Linked DNA regions of Rattus norvegicus: region 1 is linked to region 2. Evidence: chromatin contacts called from public Hi-C data. All regions are on one chromosome and are shown on one strand. Each heading gives the region's core, a stretch centred on a gene start, on an enhancer-like site or on the middle of the called end of the contact. The rest is flanking DNA. Distances are from core to core; before and after follow the strand shown.

Region 1 (3,908 bases), core at 1,141-3,640, 75 kb before region 2:
TAGAATATCTCTTTGCCTTCCTGAGAGTTCCCATGGCTCTGAGAATTCCCATGACACCGCATTGTGTAACAGACTCTTAGGGCAACCCCTTACCACCACCTGCCTGGTTCAGCTCTCAATACCCGTTCCAATGGAATCCTACCAGATTTCCTTGTTGGAGCGCTCTGATTACATAACACGGTTACAGCCAGTCCTGTAACACTGTCGTGTCGCGAGACTTTAAATACTTTGATTCTTATTTCAGAACTTTCCAGGCAAAATGAAATCAGACAAAACCATCTAAACAAAAAAAAGTAACCTTTTGCGGCTGTTAGATTTCACTTTTAGTGTGTGTCTTTCTTGAGAGAGAATTTAAGCAAAAACATGGCTCAGAGACATGTGTAGGAAAAGAAGTAAGACGTCCTGGGACTCCAGGCTTCTCAGGGCCTCTTGAATTCCCCGGTGCTACCCTTATTACAGAGCTGATCGCAAGGCTTGCCCCCTCCCCCCCCACATGAAACCTGGGCCCAGCCAGGCTTTTCCTCGCTGCCGCCAGGGGGCTGTCTGGTTAAGAACTGGGTAGGAGAGGCCGCAGCTTTCCTCTAAACCAACCAAAACATCCCGAGGCAGCTTTGGAGCGAAGCCCAGGAACTTGCCTGCAAAACAACCCTCGTTCTAGAGCCGGCAAGCTCTTGGTGAGACTTCATTCGGGGCGAGGATTAAAACACAGATTTCTTGCGAAGAATCCAAGGGGCAACCGAGTCTGTGCCGGCCGCTGGAAAAGGCAAAGTCCTAGCCCCAAAGCTGCTGTCTGCCGCAGCTCTCTCTCCTCTGCCCTGCGGAAAGCTCCGGATTCGCCACAGTTGTTAGTGCTGTGGCCAGAGGTGTGTCGGCCTTTCTCCCTTCTCTTTTTCTGTGGACTGTGCCCAAGTAACGCTGGGGGGAAAAAAAACTTATCACCCGTGGGAAATCTAGAAAACACTTTAAAATAATCTAGACATCATTCCCTCCGTTGAGATAGCCAGGCTCGGTATACTACACCGTGTTACATGAGTGTATTGAAGAAAGAATTTCAAGGTTTTTTTTTAACACTGTTCATAAGAACATAATTGTATTCGGCCCTCAGTCAAAGTAGTTTTGTCGCAAGTGTAACTTCCCACTGGCTGCGTGTTCTCTCAGCACTCTGCATTTTCCAATAAAACCTACCTCCGAGGCGCTGCTGGGAGACGACCTGGGTACCTGGAGCAGCACACTGTCACCCGTTGGGTTAGTTCCCAACCTTCAGGACTTGAGGTACGGACTTTTCAGCATTTCAGCGCGCTATGCTTGCAAAAACAGAACCCTTCCAGGGTGGAGATTATTTTTGTCTTCCGGTTTTATATTTCTATTTCTAGGACAGTGGCGAAATAACGAGGTGTCTCTTTAAATCCTACTTGTGGAACCAACCGGGCACAACTCAGTGAGGTGTGCAGGAGGTGGGGGGGGGGCGCTTCTCATTTAGGGCAAGCAAGGCTTTGTCCATTTGGTGTGGGGCGCAGAGTGGCCAGAGCCACGGGAGGATCTGAGCGCCCCGTGGTCCCACGCACACCACAAGTGCTTTGGGGGCGGAAGGAGGAGCGCGGTGACACCTGCCGCGCTTGTCGGGCGTCTCTGAGGGTTGTGCTCCTGGAGATCCCCTCTGTCTCCTGTCATTCATACTCCCTGCCCCCAGTCACACCCCAACCCTCTTCAACTACAGGAATGATGGCTCAACTCGAACCTTCGCGCGCTTGCAGTTGGGTGGGTGGACGCGCGGCCACCAGACCCGCAGCTACGTGACCCCAGGGAGGGTGGCGCACAAGGCGCCGTTACCACGGGGTCGTAGCGGAGGACACCCGCACCTAGGCGGCAGGTGCGCAGGGCACCCAAGTGGCGGATTGCTCGGGCCCAGACGGGGTGCACAACCCGAGGCCATTTCGTCGCTGCGACTCTGCAGGAGCCAGGGTGGCCTGAGCTTGCCACAGCTGCTGCGCGAATCGGTCGGGCTGGAGGACCAGAAGGGAAGAACGGTCGGCGGTTCGCCTGCCGCCCGGGAGCTGGCATCCCAGTCCCGAGTAAGGCTGCGCGCGGGGTCCCCGGGAGGCGGGACTCGGGCCGTGCACCTCGCGGCCCGCGCAGGTCTCAGCAGAGAGGTCGCCAGTGTCCTGGGACCTGCGCCGCTCCCCTCGGCGCGGGCGCTGGAGGAGAGTGGACGGGTCAAGGGAGTAGAGCTCGCTGGGGAGCGGGCGCCGCACGGGACCCCGTGGCGGAGGGGGCGGAGCGGGGAGGAGACTGCGGCTCGGCCGAGCACCGCGCAGCCTCGGGCGGGCGGGCGGCCGGCGTGACGCGGCGGGATTAACTTTGCTTGGCTAATGCGAGCACCAGAGCGGAGGCCACCGGCTGCTCGGCCGCAGCTCGCCCGCGCGCCGCCTCGGGGCGCCACCGCCAGGCTCCAGCGCTCCGGTAACTTGACGTGGAGGGGGCGTAGAGGGGTGGGGTGGGGGGTACAGGTCCTGCGGGCCGGCCCGGGTGGCCAGAGACTCGCGCTGTCCCTGCCACGGGCCTCTGCGCCCGGCTCCTCTCGGGCTCGGGCACCCTGTGCTGAGGGAGCTGAAGCCCGAACCCAGCTGGGGACAAGCTCCTTGTGAAATGGAGTTTGGCATCCTGGGCACCGAACCCAGTGGAAGTTTCCATGAGGAGGAAGTTGTAGGGCATGGGGGTTCAGAAGAGGCTGACAGGCGCGGGGGTGGGCGATTTAAAGGGACTGTGGGTCTCCTGCCCCCCCTCTTTTTGGTTCCTGCCGGGGAACTCCAGGCTTTGGAAAGGAGAAAGCTCCTGAGTGTTAGCGCTGGTCAGTGCCTGTCTGCCTCTCACCGGCTCTGCGGGCTCGCTCCCTCCAGAGTTGCTCTTTTCCTTTGCTTCTCTTGACGCAGCATCTTTCGGGGTCGTGCGTGTTGGTGATGATCCGGGTGGTGTCAGCTGTGTTCCCCAAGACCGGGGAAGACGTCTTTGGAGGGTTTCTATTGCTAGGGTCAGTTGTCATTTGGGAGGAATATTTCCCGTGACCACATTATTGGAGCTAATTCTTAAAACCGTCTGGTTTGTTTTTAAGAGGGAGGGGGCGGGGTGTGCATATATGGATTATTATTATTATTATTATTATTATTATTATTATTATTATTATTATTAAATTTTCCCCAAGTGGGAAGTTTTTAAAGGGCCTATTATGCATTCCTAAAGTGAGTCAAATAAGAAAAAGAGTAGCTGGGCGGCCAAGTTCAATATCCCATTCTGCCCTTCCCGTGCACGTGGAGAACTCAAGGGCTGTGTTGAATCAGAAAATAACATTGCATAATTTCCTCCTCTTCCAGTGTGGTTGATCCTAGATACTAGTGATCGGTTTTAAAGACCTGTTTGAAACTGATCAAACCAAACATCTTTTGTTCAGTGCATGAATAGGAGAACAGAATTTTGTTAATGAACGTACTAAGTACTGTAGACCCGTTGGGCAGTATCTTTATATGATTTGCCTCTGGTTTAGCGTGTTTGTTGATGTTATAATGAAATATTGCCTCACTGTGCTGCGAAAGGATAAAAAATTCTTTTTGGTAAAGAAGCGTTCCATGATTCATTCTGAATATTCTGGATGACTGATCTCGCTAATTCACTTCAGCCTCTTATTTCCCGTTCTGAAAGAAATCATGTGCTGGGAACCATTAATGAAAAGGTGTTTGAGTGGGAAGTAATTTGAACAGGGGCAGAGTTTAGAGTGTTTTCATGCGTATTGGCTGTGCTTCGATTGATCCAGGGAGAAATTAAGTAAAAAGTGCTTTTGCTTGAGCCAGTTTATGTGAAGAGATTGGAGAAGAACAATCTATTGCTTTCCCGTGTTAAATGGATACTATTAGGAT
Region 2 (3,814 bases), core at 575-3,074:
AACCCATAAGAATAAAATACCAGGAAAAAAAATGTCAGCTACGACCATTAAGAATCTCATTTGCAACAGGTTGATGGAAGCAATCCAGCTAGGCTGACACTTTTATCGAGGATGCTTCAAGGTTCTCATAAGCCTCATGTTGTTCCACCGTTTTTATTTTTTTTATGGGGAAGTATTTTCTCTGTCTTTGTGATAATTTGAACTGTGCTACAAAGTAAATGAAAATGTGTCCCGTTGGCTCAATGATGTCTCTACAAGACACATCTGAGTTGAGGGGAAAGCCCTTTGCTATAACCACAGTTGTTTACAAACACGTGCCCTAGTTAATTTTTAATACTGTGGTGTTTTGTTTTGTTTTGTTTTAGTGCATCTAATCACAGAAAAAAGGTATCGGGAAGAAAGGGAAACTCGGTCTGGAGCATGTGCTTGGCTTTCTGTCAGCAGGATTGATCAACATAGAAATGTAGTCACAGACAGACTTTCTCACATTCTCCCACACGTGCTCACACACGCACATGGCTGGTTCCCAGCGTGAACCTGGTGACACTGTGGCACTGTCACGATGTGTCAGGATGTGGTGTAATGACAACAGTATGATACACTGCTGTTTCACTCATTCTGAGAGAGGAAGGGAAGCCAAGTGACATCCAGTTGTGAAACACGGGTCAGCCCATCCAGAAGTGTGAGATCTGAGTAGTGGGGTGAAAACCAAGATTTATTCCAGTGCCACTTCCTTGTCACTGACAAATTCATAGGTGCGTGCAATTTTCTTCACCTATAAGAGAAAGGAGGCTAACAGAAATGTATACTTATCAGGTAAAGATATAAATAGTTGACTATTTCTGCCTTATATGTCAAAATCGATTAAAAATTATATCAGCAAAGCAAAGAATTAAATTCAAAAGAAAAATACCTTTTATTGTCTTCCCGGGAAAGGGAATAACACTTGAAATGTATATAAGAAATACTCAAGTTAATAAAAAAAATTATATCAGCAAAGCAAAGAATTAAATTCAAAAGAAAAATACCTTTTATTGTCTTCCTTGGGTTTCTATTTTTGTGTTAAAGACTGTTGAATCTTTTATCATGTAAAAAGATGTAACTTTCAGGGTAGAATCTGGCTGACATAAACAACTGACTTAGGAATCTAATATTTTATTGTATTTATGAGTTCTGGGCTGAGAGTGAAGGGTAAAAGAATTATTCATCACAACGAATTTCACCAAAAATGGGAATGAGAGAAATTCCTGAATACATTGTAGAGAGAAGCCAGTTTTGGGGGAAAAGATGACTCGATAAAGAGATTTTCCTGTGTTTAAAAGAGTATCGGCTACTCAAGGAGTGGTTCAGACCATGGGTAGTGACCATGCATGCTGGGTGCGATCTGTTTACATTAGTGTTCTAGAGACTGAAATTAGCTATTTGATTCCTGCGAAAGTTGGGAGTGTATTTGAAATTGTCCTTCTAAAAATGTCAATGCTAAATAAATAGCATTTTTCAAACAATGAAGAAAACGGTGAGGCCTTTCACCCATGAGCCTTGAAGGTCTGCACATGAGTGAATCTTAGTGAAAATAAAGGGGAAATGTTTCCTAGGAGAACAGAAATCTGTAGACCTAGGAGCCTCCCGTAACCTTCCCTTGGATCCTTAGAGTGTCGAATGTGCAGTCAGGTGATCAGTAGAGTTCTCTGAGCCACTGACAGCCACAGTCTTGAAGGACATTTCTGTGAGCCATGGAGAAGGCCAGGGAAATGCCCGTGCTCCCACCCGAGGTCGCTAACTGGGTGCTTATAGCTATTGGACTCCACTTTCTTCCTGTGGGCAGTGCCTGATACTCACTGCCAAAGTTTGTTTCCTTTGAGCTCAGTTTATCTGAAGTGGCCAAGCTCCAGGACCTGACCTTTCCTTTCTTCAGATGTGTTAATATCAGGGATTAAACTCTGTAATTGGTCCAGCAGACCTAAGAATGCTAACACCATTAGCTCAGTGCCTGCAAGACAGTCTTTCTCACTCTATCTGCACATTGCCTTGGAGACTGGGGGCCAGCTCACTGTTGCCCCTGTTCACTAAGAGATTAAAACCTAGATGTGAGCGCTGCCACGGTACCGAGGATTGGACCCCATCATGTGACCATGATCATTCTTGTCTGTATACTCAGGACTGTCTGTAATGTTTACTGGGAAATTCACACTCCCCTTTTCCTAATGATCTTAAATCGATTCCTTCTCTGCCTTACAATTGTTGATGTGTGTGATCTTAACAATGTAAAACTATTATAGGGACAGCAAAAGGTGTGGACCTGGAAAGATGTCTCAGTTGGTAAAGCCTTTGCCTTTCCAGTATGAAGACCTGCGTGGCTGTCCCCAGCATCCACAGGAATGGGCTCTGCAGTACAGACCTGTAACCTGATCCTGGGCAAGGCCCAGCCAGGAGGCTCCCTGGCTAATCTAGCCTGTCACCTGTCTCTTACTACTCTGTGGGTTCTTCTTCCTTCCACCCTCTCTACCCTTTTTTTTTTCTTCTACCCTTCCGACCCCGCAACACTGGATAGGAGAGAGGAAAGGATAGAGAGGAAAGGAAAGAGATCCCAAAATAAAGTCAGGGGCTGGAAAAGGGGCAACTAATTCCTGCTGATTAGGGACTTCAAGTTCCTTGGGGCAAGTTTGATCTTCCATGGGAGGATATCTAATTTCTTCTTGTTGTTTCTTAGTTGCTCGAAACTACTTAACAAACCTCGACTGACAACCAACCAACAACCCCCCTATTGGGGCTTTAGCATTTATATACTCTGAAGTTTCTAGAGTCCCAAATGTCATACCATCATTAATTAATTGTTAATTGATTAATTGTTAATTAATTAATTGTTAATTAAATAGCTGGAGAAGTAATGGAGGAGGAGAGCTGAAGGAGACCTCTGGCCTTCTGGTGTGCACCCTTACATACACCCTTGCACATACATAAGCATGTGCACATGCGTAGACCACATACACACAGAAAACAAAGAAAAATACGTGACCCTTCCAAATTCTTTTTTGTTTGCAGTTATGTTTTGTGTCTGACAAAGATAAATCTACCTCACAGGTTGAAGAGTCCCAGGTAAAATATGGGCCACTGCAGTTCTGGTGAGGTCAGGAATGATAACACGTAGTGAGCAAACAACTGTCCATGTAAAACTCTAACGTTTTGCTGTTGGTGAAATCTGTTCGGTAAAGCATCTGTTATCCAGATGTTAAGGGAGAGCATCCCTGTTTTTACTAGAAAGGCTCCCAACACTTGATTAGATCCATATTTGCTGATGAGAGGTCTTAAGGAAAGGCATGGAAAGCTGGCTACTTTACATGATAAAAATTATTGATTCGAAATAAAACTATCTCCTAGGTTGTAAAATTCTGGATGCATTTCAAAATGAGAACGAAGGAAAAAATATAATAAGTTCATGATTTTTTTCTTCGAAATCTTGCAAAAGTATTACATCAAGGAGAAAAGACTAGAAAAGGGGATCAAGGAAGGGAAACTGAGCAGGTCCTGGCTAAAGTAAAAGCTGAGGAGAGCCAATTGGCAGTAGATGTCAGGGAAACTCCTGAGAGTTTAGAATGCCATCTAATTACGAAAATAAGCTGGATGTTATCACCTATGACCGATCAGAAAAGGAAAGCCTACCTCACGTTCCATTAGCAGCTTTAAAATAAACAATAACTAAGAATGAACAGAAAGAGAACTGCAACAGATCATCTAAAAGTTGTGAAATGATTTGGGCAAGAGTGAGATATAACAGAAAGACGTCCTGTGCTCGTCGGAAAGAATGTTTAGTATT

Evidence for each region. A called contact is a pair of places that touch in the nucleus more often than the background predicts.
Region 1: a Hi-C map of liver shows a contact between it and region 2, with 4 times the contacts expected there. The contact joins the promoter of Thrb here to the enhancer-like site in region 2. A contact is called at or near these places in 6 of 12 Hi-C or Micro-C datasets (hepatocytes, kidney, liver and 2 more).

What each region holds. Positions count from the first base shown.
Region 1 is chr15:10,459,928-10,463,835 of GRCr8, reverse strand. Thrb (thyroid hormone receptor beta) reads left to right here and starts at 2,390. Exons shown (of 12, transcript NM_012672.3): 1 at 2,390-2,460. LOC120096914 (a long non-coding RNA gene) reads right to left here and starts at 1,320. Exons shown (of 2, transcript XR_005493837.2): 1 at 1,186-1,320; 2 at 282-915.
Region 2 is chr15:10,383,966-10,387,779 of GRCr8, reverse strand. The region is part of intron 1 of Thrb (thyroid hormone receptor beta); the gene reads left to right. Among named protein-coding and RNA genes, the nearest start is that of Thrb, 76 kb to the left of the region's middle. Within about 2 kb of position 1,824, at least 5 of the 93 cell types and tissues checked have an H3K27ac peak or open chromatin away from gene starts, as enhancers often do. A contact at or near this core is called in liver, where this site is marked.